Regions from separate parts of the Mus musculus genome. Here regions 1 and 3 are each linked to region 2. A link is a contact called in public Hi-C and HiChIP or PLAC-seq data. All regions are on one chromosome and are shown on one strand. The core of a region is the stretch at or near the end of the contact, and the rest is flanking DNA. Distances in the headings are between cores, read along the strand shown. Region 1 has its middle 66 kb from the start of 4930449C09Rik. Region 2 has its middle 9.8 kb from the start of Gm41333. Region 3 has its middle 16 kb from the start of Gm41335.

Region 1 (4,320 bases), core at 1,529-4,028, 990 kb after region 2:
CCCCCCAAAAAAATCATTGCCCATTTAATTCTGGAGAAAGAAAGCTATTTAGAGATAGGCCAGTCCTGAAATCAACCTGTGTCCCACATGTACAAGTTCAAGTCCAAGTAGCTAACACTCAATCACATCGCAGCCACTTGCAGAGAAGTATAAGCCCAGAATTACAAGCCTCATGCAGATGGCGTTAGCCCAGGGAAGCCCCTCCTGTTAGCACAGGCTGACGGATAGCAAATCCTCCATAGCATCCTGGGGTCAGGTGCTTGGCTACAGCTCACTGTCTGATCATTGTTCACTCCATATCTCGTACCGAGCTGCAACCAGGAACTTGAACAGAGGTCAGACCCTGAGCCCTGCCAGAGTTTGAGGGGAAGTCCAGCATTTCGTATGGATTCCATGAGAATCTGCAGGAAACCTCCTGCCCAGCCCAAGTAGTGGCACTCAGATATCAAACTAGAGTGAGAGCAATAGATGGATCTAACATCTATTAGAAAGGACTGTCTTTGGGACAAGGGAGTAGCATCCTCTATCCCGGATCCACTTGTCCTTATAGGATGCATGAACACCCAGGATGTTCAGTCATTTGCACATCCCCACCCTCCTCAGCAGGGTTCCCGATCTCAGTACATAATAAGTACCTTTCCCAGGGGCAGCTCCAATACTAGACTTTGCAATGATCGGAGGTGAATAGAGCTCCCTGGACCCAGAAGGAAGGAAGGGGGCAATTTATTAGATCACACTGCTTTTGTCTTCGTTTGTTCATCCGTGCATTCATTCACAGAGAAGGACAGAGCTTGGCATCTGTGAGGCTAAGTGTTTAGAAGATCTAAATGCAACTTACCTACCTGCCATGCCCAGAGGGAGCTCACAAAATCAAATCCTGATCATGTTGAGGGAAGCATGTGTGGTGAGGAGGTGCGTTTTCTGAGCCTCGGTTTCCTTGTTTGCAACAAAAGGACATAGTACTTACGTGTTGTCTGGTACACTGCACAAATGTGAAAAATGCTACTAGTCCATAAGGCTAAAGAGCATAATTTTAAGGCCTGGCTACCAGCTCCTATCATGTGTGCTCAAGGATGTGAACTCTTATAAAGAGGATTTTTTTTCTGGGAGAAATATGAAAGAAGGAATTGGTTTTCCTTGCCATGTACAACTGAGAACAAAAGTGGGAGGAAGGGAAGAAACAGGCGCACTTGCTGGGCTGTTCACCATCATCAATGCATATAAGAAACATCAAGGTGAGAACAAACAAGGTACTGCTGTGTGACGGGAGGCAGAAGTCAGCCACGGGAAGAGTCTGCCAATAGGGCTACGCATTAGCTACAAAGGGAAATTCAGAGCCTTGGCAGCAGAGAAGCCTGGCAGAAAGGACCTTAGGCAAATAGCTCACATCACCAGTAATGAGGGAAGCTGGCATTATGTGTATCCACCATAGTGCTTGAAAAGACACAGTAGCCCTTCCACGATGCTGGGGCTAGAAATGCGGGAGTTGAATCTGATCACAAGGCATCGTGGGGAAAACTGGCTTGAGGAAGAGTCTACAACATACCTCAATCTGTGTCCTTCCAAGGTAGTATTGTCGCAAAAGACAGGAAGCTTTTCTGAGCTTAAGGAGGCTAACGAAACTCAAGTTTAATGTGGGACTCAGCTCCTCATTTTGGCATGATTTGTGATTGGGACATTAGTAAAACTCACATGAAATTCACAGATTAAAGGAACAACTTACCTCGCTTTAATGGCTTAATTGGTTGCAATCCAAGAATTGAATGAATATATATATATATATATATATATATATATGTGTGTGTGTGTGTGTGTGTGTGTGTATATACATATATATACATGTGTATATATATATATATATATATATATATATATGTATGTATATACACACACACTTTTGGCACTATGTCTAAAATATATTTTATATATGATATATACATATATGCCATATATAGACACATATGTATATGATACACATTTTTAAAAAACTTGGTCAGTTGCATTGGGAAAATTACTTATACTGTCCTCTTGGTTTTATATTGTCAGTATCAACAAAAGGGGTATGGTGTAGAAACCCCTAACCCCCACTCTGACACACACACACACATCAAAGACCAGCACAAAGCATACCAGAGTGTGAGGCCTGAGCTGAGTTTCTGTAAACCCATATATGCCATATGTGTCTCACACCTTTCTCATTTATCTTCAAGGCTTCCAGTGTCCATGATAAGATGGCAATGATGCAACATGGACTCATTTACTCATTGATGCCGTCCCATAACGACCCATCCACACTAGCTAGGGCTTTTAAGATGTACCCCCTAGGACCCACATTCCACATCTCATCTTCATTCCTGACAGTACAGCAGAATATCCCCGCTACTGCTACACACCATGCTACCACAGGTCGATCATGAACAAGCCAGAAGACAGTTTGGCCCCTCGAACTATCAAACTCTTTGTTGACCTGGACTCTTCTTGTGAAATTTAGGTCACAGGGTCAGCACCTATCTGTCCTACATGCCAGACCAGGGACCCAGATTGTCTGTGGCACCTACACAAAGCACAGATAAAAACAAAATCAATCTAGATCAGACTGCTGCCATTTTGGAAATTCATGGGCTGGACCATCCCAGTGAACGGACACAATGTTGTCCTCCACACCCAAATGGACCCAAGAACTAAATTAGAAAATGGAGACAAAAAGTTGTTTCCTCCTCTTAGCCGATTAGGACAATCTAAGGAAAGTGCAAGAGCGCCCCCTGCTGCCAGTATTTGGAATTGTTTGATTCACCCTGAACATAGTTCAGCTTCAAGATGTGCAGCCTGGAGGCTTGAAATCAAGCCTCCTGCTCCCAGTGCGCACATTTTTCAAACACTACGCACACAGCTGCCCTTAAGCCAGTACTTAAGACTTCACCTGCATTATCTCGCTTCATCCCTTGAACAGTCTCAGGGCCTGGCAGAACAGCTACCATTGTGGCCTCTAACAGACAATTTAAAACCAGCCATGTAAGATGGTGTATAAAGTTGCTTACTCAAGGTCAGAGAGACTCTTTTTTTTTTTAAAGTAGCTCCATCTTTAAAATATGACATTCCTCCAAAGGATCTCTTCTAAATCCCCTTGCATACATAACAACCTAAGCTATATGCTGTATCTCCTAGGTGCACAGGACTGGGGAGTGAGAATGGGGTTCAAAAGCAATCCAATGATGTGTGCCTTTGTAAATCTATACATTCGTTAATGCTGTTATTTTCTCCCATGAATTAACAATTTTTACTCTTCTCTTGCTAACATGTACCAGGATAGAAATGAGTATGGTATATGTGTGTCTTTGTAAATCTATACATTCATTAATGCTGTTATTTTCTCCATGAATTAACAATTTTTACTCTTCTCTTGCTAACATGTACCAGGATAGAAATGAGTATGGTATATGTGTGTCTTTGTAAATCTATACATTCATTAATGTTGTTATTTTCTCCATGAATTAACAATTTTTACTCTTCTCTTGCTAACATGTACCAGGATAGAAATGAGTATGGTATATGTGTGTCTTTGTAAATCTATACATTCATTAATGCTGTTATTTTCTCCCATGAATTAACAATTTTTACTCTTCTCTTGCTAACATGTGCCAGGATAGAAATGAGTATGGTATCCGAATAAAAACTTCTGGATTACAAAGCGCATAGATCCTACTCCAAGGGGTTAAGGTTCTCAAGTGGGAAACAGAGAAATCCAGTGTGATAAAAGAGCTTCTCTTCAGGGACCAGTGGCTATGAAGAGTAAGATAAAAAGTCCTATAAGCGTTTGTACCAACTGAACGATCGTTTCCTCAGAGAAACTATAAAGCTATCCTCAGCCTTCCTCGTAATGTTGACATACAAGAGTGTGTTTCTCTGTTGAATATACAATGAAATACTGTTTGTTCAAATTTGTGTTCTTTCCGCTGGACCCTCAAATGGCAATTGAGAAATGGAGACAGATTTTGTTTTCCCAAGGTGGCCTGGTACAACTCCCAAAATGGAACTTTGTGTCGTTAGAACAGTTGAGAGGATCGTAGAAAGATGGACCCAAATATCAGCCAGAGAATTAGACCAGAAAATGGAACCAAAGTACCTGTCAGTCCAAGGATGTAGTGGCACTACGTGTACACCAACTGGGAATGTTGTGGTCCCAGGGGAATTAATATGAGAACCTATGATTACACACACGTGGCTCTTCTCAAGGGGGGTCTGGGATTGGTGGGAAACAATGGGTTTTCATGTCTAATAGTCTGAGTCCACAGTGGGAGACAGCTATTTCCCTAATCTTCC
Region 2 (4,168 bases), core at 271-2,770:
TGCAGTAGATCAAATATTCCTGAATGGAGTAGGAAAGTTACAAGCTATCAGCATGTGTTTTGTTATGTCAGATAACAGAATACTTTCAGACAAAATTTATTTATTTCCAGAGATTTGCAAAGGTTCTCAGAGCTAATTAGTGTTTCACAGCATTAACACAGGAAAAGAGTTTGTTGTTCCATAAGAAAAAGTTGTTCAAGTAAGCAAAACCTCCCAAAGCTATGGGTAGCTACTGCTGCAAATGTTTGCTTGAGTCCACAAAGAGTGTGTAAGACTTCCTGGCTTGCTAGTTAATATCTATGATCCTTACCCTCTCTGAAGACAAGTGTTCTCATGTATAAAATATAGAATATGATATCAGTCCTTCATACCCAAGTGAAAAAGTTAATAAATTATTTTAAAGTACAATGATCAAAGCATCTGTTACCATGTCAATGAAACGACAGCCTAATACATGGCATGAGGGCTGAGGCATTGCATGAAATATATAAAGAGCTGGGCTGAACCTTTCCAGATCCCCTACGTCAGAAACATAACTGTTCCTGGCTTTGTCTCCATTTCAGACCTTGTGAAGTGATACAATAACGGCTGTTTTGCTTCCATTCCATGGTCACATAAATGCTATTTTCTGCAGGGGCAGCACTATGCAAAAGTGAGAACTTTGAGAGGTTGTCTGAAATTAAGTGGGGGCTCTTCCCTGCCCAAGTGGAAGTCCCTTGAGAAGTAGTCAGAAAGTCTTCTTTTTGTCAACTTGCAAAATGATACCCATATGATCCTAGGACTCCTGATCTGTTTATGTATATGAATGAACAGATATTGATGGCAAAAATGAAGGGAGACTGGGAAGAAGTGCATTTTGGCAACTACTATCTGTCAGATTGCATCTCGTGATGACATTTATTTATCATGCCATGTTAGTTTATTTTCTCTATTGCTGTGGTAAAATTTAAAAAGCTACAAAAACGTAAGAGATAAAGAGCTCTGTTTCCAGATGATATGTTCCTTTATAGATTGGAATGCATAGAGGAAAGAGCCAAAGGGAGGGTGAGTTTTCACACTGCATGGACAGATAGTCAGAAGGGAAGCTGGGCTATAAAACCCCAAGGCCCACTTCCTCCTCCAGTGATGCCTCACCTGCCTGAGGCTTTATAACCTTCCCAAATAGCTGCAACCAAATTTTCAAACATGTGAGCCATAGGGAATGATACAAAGCCAAGACATTACTTTGCTTGCAAAACAAGTCAGAAAATGAAGGCTAAGAGGGCTTACGTATTCTAGGGAAAGAACATCATGGGTACGTAGGCTTACAGGATTCCCACTAGAACTTATGATTCTATGAAGCAACACCAAGGAGGCTTGCTTCATTTGCCAAGGAAGACTTTATGCTTTCTCTCCTTCATCACAAACTTAAGATATGAGTAACATTCCATTGTCCTTTCTTCTGGAACACACTCATCCTTGCCTGCATGCCATCTCACAACCATGGAGACCACTTCCATGGTTAACTGGAGAAGGGGAGAAAGTGTGTCTTCATCTGGATTCCTGTCTTATGTGTCCTTCACAACTATGGTCTGTGGTCTGCTTATGTAGTAATAAAATAACCTTAAACTGAATTCCATCCAACATTCTCAGCAATCTTGAGACCCAAACGTATCACCTGTGGTTTGGCTTAGGCATGGGTTGCTGTGGCAGCACCAGTCCTGACCATTTATCTTTCATTGCATTAAATGAATAATTCTTGTCCATGTTTCAGGAGCTTGGCTAGCCAGCTCTCTTAGGGTGGTGTGAAAGGGGAGATCTATTCTGTAAATAAAAAGTATAATTCTAAGAAAGAAGGACTTCTTTCAAGTTGCCTCGAAATTAAAGGGAGGGACATACAGCTGCAGAGAGGCTTTGAAGATCCAAATCTCAGTAAGAATCCAGTCCTAGTGGAATTCAGTGCTTGCTGATTTTCAAATGTTTCTTTCTTTCTTCTTCTTTGTTGGCAAACGGGCTGGAATTGATGACTAAGCAGTTCTTTTATCATCAAGGACTATTATTTTCTCACAATGACCTCAGAGTAGCCATGGCATTTATGACCTTATTCATACACGCTCTCTGCCCAGAAACATAGGGGAATGACTCTTTCCTTAAAATGAAGAGTATTACCGACTTCAGGGTATTCCAGTTCCTCAGATAGGTTAGACTTTTTTTTCTGTTAATGCCACATTTTAAATACATATTGGGTTTCCCTTACTCTCTGTCATTCCCTATCAAGTGGCTTGTCTCTTCATTGGCCTTCACAAGACTAGGAAAAGACAAAGCATGGCTTTCCAAGTGTTTCTGAAAGTTTTTCCCCTGAGCCTGCTAGAGAATAGAAAGGTCAGGCTGAAGTTCTGTCTGACTACCCTCAATGATAGTTGCTAGTTATTCAGGATTTGGTAGCTTTCTCAACAACTATTACTCTAGGTAGGAAAAGCACAGTTCAGACGTATGTCTCCTGAGGTCTTGATAAGCTTTTCTGTCTGTCACTTGTATATGACCTGTAGGTGGGTCACAGCGCATTTCCCTTTATCTGCATGTCCATTGCATGTTCAATGATTACTATCTACTTAAATTTAAAGTCTAATTAAATTTTGTCAAATTATTACTTCCTTTGTGTTCTCACACAATAATATTCCTTCCCCTTTAATCAAGATTTAAACCACAGATGCAGACACAATCATGCTAAAAATTAAATTTTCTCTTGATTTAGGTCTAACACACAAGTTCCATGTTCTAGAAGTATTTACAGATAACAGAGTTTTCAAGTCAATCCTTGTATATATGTGTGTGTGTGAAGATGAAGTTAAAACACTACCTATAAGAATATGAACTAAGTAAGGACTCAGATATAGCTGTCTCTTGTGAGACTATGCCGGGGCCTAGCAAACACAGAAGTGGATGCTCACAGTCAGCTATTGGATGGGTCACACGGCCCCCCAATGGAGGAGCTAGAGAAAGTACCCAAGGAGCTAAAGGGAACTGCAACCCTATAGGTGGAACAACAATATGAACTAACCAGTAACCCGGAGCTCTTGTCTCTAGCTGCATATGTATCAAAAGATGCCCTAGTCAGCCATCACTGCAAAGAGAGGCCCTTTGAACTTGCAAACTTTATATGCCCCAGTACAGGGGAACGCCAGGGCCAAAAAGGGGGAGTGGGTGGGTAGAGGAGCAGGGTGGGGGGAGGGTGTGGGGGACTTTTGGGATAGCATTGGAAATGTAAACAAGGAAAATACCTAAAAAAAAAAAAGAATATGAACTAAGTAAATTAATAATAAGTAACAAAATTAAAACTGAATTAAAATGATGATTATACTATTAAAATGTTTTGGGGGCAAATATAATCCTTTAATACAACTATAACATCCACTCATTTGCTCATCACATTATTTTGTTTGTATTATTTATTTCCTCTATGATTATGAACATACATTATAATAGGTGTATAATATTCCATCATATAATCAATTACTTATTAAGTGGAATGTGTTTTATATTTACATATATTTTCAATAGTACATATATATTTTGAGGGAAGTATGCTCATTTAGGAAGAGACAAATTCTGTTTTACACTTTAGACATAATGCTAACAGTCAGCGTGAGCTTTACATGCCCCAGCTTTCTATATGTATAAACAGAGTAAATGTAGTTCCTTTAAGGTGTGATGACGATCACACCAAATAGTGATAAAGAGAAGGGGAGTAGGTTAAACCGTGTACCTCTTAGATTCATTTGATGAAGTCTACTCTCCAATGTCATGGGATTTGGAGGTAGCATGTCCTGGTGGTGATAATGTCATGGAAATGGAGTTCTCAGAAATGGATTAAAGACCTTATAACAGATCTCTGGGAGCCCCTTCCTCCTTCCTTCATGTGAAGGCATAAAGAGAAGTGAGCAGTGGCTGTGTTCTGCAAAGGTATCTTACTGGACTAGAAGCCAAGTGTTTCAGTGATGTAATTTTGGTCTTCTCACCATGAATTGTAGTAAGTTTCTATTATTGATATGTTACTCAGGCTATGGTATTCTATTACCTGAGGATAACTGGATTTTTAAAAGGACGTAGCGAAACTAGCTTTAATGGGAATAGGAAGCATTTGTTGCTCTTACAGAGAACCTGGGCTCAGTTGCCAGCACCTTCACCA
Region 3 (3,888 bases), core at 128-2,627, 680 kb after region 2:
GGTAAATAAATGAATAAAAGCATGAAATAAAATAAGTAGCATAAACTATTATTGGTGTACTCTGAACAGTAAGTCTCATATTAACATCAAGTTCAAAAGAGAACTTACATCATCTTTAGGAAAGATTTTAGAGGGCACGTAGGTCTTCACTGGAGTCATTTGTAAATTTGTCAGAGAAATTTCATTCACATCACATCAAAATTTCTTAAAACTATTTAAAGAAATCTTATTTAGGTAGTTATTTATTTAACTTATTTATTTAGTTTATGTGTATGAGTGATTTGCCTGTATGTAATTTTTTTCTGTGTGTGTGATGTGTGTGTGTGATATATGTGTGTGTGATGTATGTGTGTGTGTGTGTGCATGTGTAGTACATTATGACATTATGTCTGGTGCTCATTGAAGTCAGGAGTCATATCCACAAAATTCTAATTACAAACATTTGTGAGTTACTACGTAGGTGCTGGGAATTGAACCTGAGTCCTCTGTAAGAGTAGCCAGTGCTCTAAACTGCTGACCTATCCATTTCTCCAGCACCTTACAGCATTTTCCCCATATTTCATCTGACTTTATCACCTAGTTGCATCCAAGAGTTTCTTTGTAAATTCTTAAACTCTGAGAAACTCTGAATGTGTGCAATTTTTCTCCTTCTAGCTTCCCTAATCTGTCAGATATGGGACTTTCTCATAAGGCCCTCACTCCTTATAATGACAATAAAATAACCATTCCCTGCATCTTAGCTCCATCTGTTTACCCTTGCCTCCATCACCATGAGAAAATTGCTGGGATCTTGATTAGTTAGTATTTCTGTCATGTAAGGATACACATAAGCTCATAGAATGGGTGTCTCCATGTGCACTTGAGTCACAGAAAGCATTCAAACAAGAACAGTGCTATCAAGCCTTGAACTAGGCAATAAAATTGGATGTTCATATTATGTACACATCCCTATTGTGCATACTCTCTGATCCTGAATGCTAGGAATTTGGAATCTACATGTTCTGTCACATTCTCTCCTACCTTGGAAATGTAGTTCCTGAAGAAAAGAGCCACACTGAAGCCTAAGGAACCAATAATCAGTTGCTCTTTCTAATTGAGCACTTCTCTTTGCTTAGATTTTGGAAGAAGCATGAAAATGATTTACTGATTTAGGAACTGGGTGGAGTGGACCACAGAAAGACAAATCAAAAACATCTGGAATGAACTATTTGAGAGAGAAACGGGGAGGGAAAAAAAAAGTAGAGCTTTCAAATGAAACGAAGTACAGATGATTTGGCCAAATTCAAGCCAAGCCAAACACTCACATTAAACATTGCACTTGGGTCTGGTTCAATAGCAGGAGCCGGCAAGGGGGAGCCTCAGCCAACACTGCATCAGAGGCACATTGTGGAGGGAGGAAATGAGTTTAGTCAAGCCAGCTGTGACTTCAAAGCCGTGGCTCTCCCAGAGAACAGTGGGAAAGGGTTCCCCCTTCAGTGAAGACTGCAAAGTTCATCCAAAGACAGTCCGAAGGGAACTAACTCTGGGAAGAAGCAAATTGCATTCCACACTCTAAATAATACTTTCCTTGCATGAAGTGGTGGTGACCATCTATTTAAAGAGACAGAAAAAGAATGAGGAAGAGGTGATAAGGAGACGTCTCTGATGCACATTCCAGGACACACAAAACTGGTGTGTCTGTGTTTGCTTTTCAGCAAAGATAGGCATGTCTTTGCATGAGTCATGCTTCCAGCTATGTGAAAGGTGACAACACAGGATTTCTCTTCTGAAAGATTCCCATGATTTCTTTCCCCTCTTTGAACTTCTAGAAAACTAATATTTCTTTCAATGCATTTCCTCAGTAAAATTTTATCAAGAAACCCATGGTGGGTTAGGTGGGGGTAAAACAAAGATAAGCAAGGAGAAGCTAGACATATAAACAAAGGCTTATGGTATTGAACCAGAAGCCCCTGTTAGAGCAATGGTTCCCAGAGAGTAGTCTCCTAAAAGGTGAAAGCAGAGGCAAGAACAGCACTGGGGTAGGAAAGTTTGCAAGCTCTAGCCTCAATGCACTGAATGAGAAGGTGCAGTTGGTTTATTGAGCTCTCCCATTGATTCAGATAAGTCTTAAACCTGGGAAACCACTTTTATAAAATAGAAACAGAGGCTTCTGGAGCAGAGAGCCAGTACTACTGAGCCAAAATGGAGATCTTCTACCATGTACAAATCATGGGCTCATCTCCAGGTTAGAATTCTATAGGTGGCCCTCTGTCAATACACAACCATGAGCCTTTGCTTCTAAGTAAACTGCTAAGATTCAAAGGTAAGGAATTATTTATTCTACACCCTCCCCAGCCTTCTCCTTCCAGCTCAATGACTCTCAACCTGTAGGTCATGACCCCCAAAGACCAATATCTATACTGCTAGTCATAACAGTAGCAAAATTACGTTTGAGGGTCACCACGACATGAGGAACTTTATTTAAAGGGTCACTGCATTCGGAAGGTTGAGAACTCACTGTTCTAGCTAGCTTCAGGTCCAGTTCTTGGATGATACAGCTTTTAGAACTTACTTTGAGACACTAATTCTGAAAGTTTACACTCCTCAGGAAATCTTGGCAAGCATGTATTTGCAAAACTTTCCAACTCTTGAATATTCGAGAAGAATAGTGGTTATCTCCTTGAAGCACTCACTGGATGATTGGATCTCTACTGGATGATTGGATTGGCATCCTTATCAAGGGTTTTCTCTTAGTATGCTTGGGCACCTCCGCTGATGAAGATTGCACTATCTCAGGCTGCAGTTTGCTTCCTTTGAGACAGCTCCTTTTAGAAAGCACTTCCTTCTTCTGGGCTGAGCACTGCCATCATTTCCATTCCATTTGTTAGTTATAATTCTATCCCTTGGGAACTCATAGCAAAGATACTTACATATTAATGTGACATTCTTCAAGTATTTGAAGTTAATAATTATGTAGCATATGACATCAGTTAAACTCACAGACTCTGGAAGCAGACGCCCTACATTCAAATTCTTGTTCTGCCACTTAGAAGTCTGTGACCTCAAGAGAGTTATTTACTTGCTCTTTACTCCTTGGTCTATATTAAAAGATATAATAATACCATTACATCAAAGGGCTTTTATAAGGATTTCAGGAATTAATGTATGCATATAAGCCTGGAATACTGTAAGTGCTCTAAATGTTTTAGCTATTATTAATCATCATCATTACCATAAAGATCTTGTCAATTCTCTGACCTCAGCCACATTTCTAATTCTATATTTATTCACTCTGGGACTTGAATAATTACATATGTTTCAGTGAGATCTCCTAATTTTCATTCTACCCCATCCATAAATGTGAGTGGTCAGTTGGGACCACATGAATTGTCCTGTACACTGTAATTTTAAAAAGGAGTAATGTATATTCCCTCTAGCCTTGGCATTAAAATCTTCTACTCTACTTCAGTTTATCAATTACCTGCAGAAAGAGAAAGGGAAAAGAGATGCCAAGAAGTTACCAAGAAGTAGTAGGCACAAAGGTTGGAAGACTCAGAACTCTAGAGTCAATACGTAAAGGGAAACTCCCTTTAAAAATCAACAAGTTTGTGCATTCCTGATGGCTAGTATGAGCAAGAAATTGCATTTGCTCTGTGAAACCACTGAAATTTTACAGTCTAGGATGATTAATATGATGGCTTCCAAATTTATGTCTCTTGCTCATCTTGTGTTTCTGTACTCTAGAGCCCTGTTTTATTCAGCCTTTCTAAATAAGACCTGCAGTATGGGAAGGGGTACACTAAGGGCTTTTGGAACTAGAGCCTCTATATTGCCATTTCAGTCCTACTAGAGACAAGCTATATGCTTATGGAAAGACTAAATAAACTATTCTAAACTCTAATGCTTATT

The links. Hi-C and Micro-C count contacts between places; a contact is called where the count stands out from the background. HiChIP or PLAC-seq counts read pairs in DNA pulled down with a chosen protein or histone mark.
Region 1: a contact with region 2 is called in a Hi-C map of the C2C12 cell line, with 2.4 times the contacts expected there. The contact joins two enhancer-like sites. A contact is called at or near these places in 1 of 15 datasets of contacts at CTCF or cohesin (large pre-B cells), 1 of 484 Hi-C or Micro-C datasets (the C2C12 cell line) and 3 of 115 datasets of contacts at active chromatin or transcription factors (T-cell acute lymphoblastic leukemia, acute myeloid leukemia and large pre-B cells).
Region 3: an H3K27ac HiChIP or PLAC-seq map of embryonic fibroblasts shows a contact between it and region 2, with 11 times the contacts expected there. The contact joins two enhancer-like sites. A contact is called at or near these places in 4 of 484 Hi-C or Micro-C datasets (all in uterus) and 2 of 115 datasets of contacts at active chromatin or transcription factors (embryonic fibroblasts and pancreatic cancer cells).

What each region holds. Positions count from the first base shown.
Region 1 is chr15:63,649,968-63,654,287 of GRCm38.p6, forward strand. No RefSeq gene overlaps it. Among named protein-coding and RNA genes, the nearest start is that of 4930449C09Rik, 66 kb to the right of the region's middle. Within about 2 kb of position 2,779, at least 38 of the 459 cell types and tissues checked have an H3K27ac peak or open chromatin away from gene starts, as enhancers often do. A contact at or near this core is called in the C2C12 cell line, where this site is marked.
Region 2 is chr15:62,657,296-62,661,463 of GRCm38.p6, forward strand. No RefSeq gene overlaps it. Among named protein-coding and RNA genes, the nearest start is that of Gm41333, 9.8 kb to the right of the region's middle. Within about 2 kb of position 1,521, at least 25 of the 459 cell types and tissues checked have an H3K27ac peak or open chromatin away from gene starts, as enhancers often do. A contact at or near this core is called in the C2C12 cell line, embryonic fibroblasts and pancreatic cancer cells, where this site is marked.
Region 3 is chr15:63,339,189-63,343,076 of GRCm38.p6, forward strand. No RefSeq gene overlaps it. Among named protein-coding and RNA genes, the nearest start is that of Gm41335, 16 kb to the right of the region's middle. Within about 2 kb of position 1,378, at least 70 of the 459 cell types and tissues checked have an H3K27ac peak or open chromatin away from gene starts, as enhancers often do. A contact at or near this core is called in embryonic fibroblasts and pancreatic cancer cells, where this site is marked.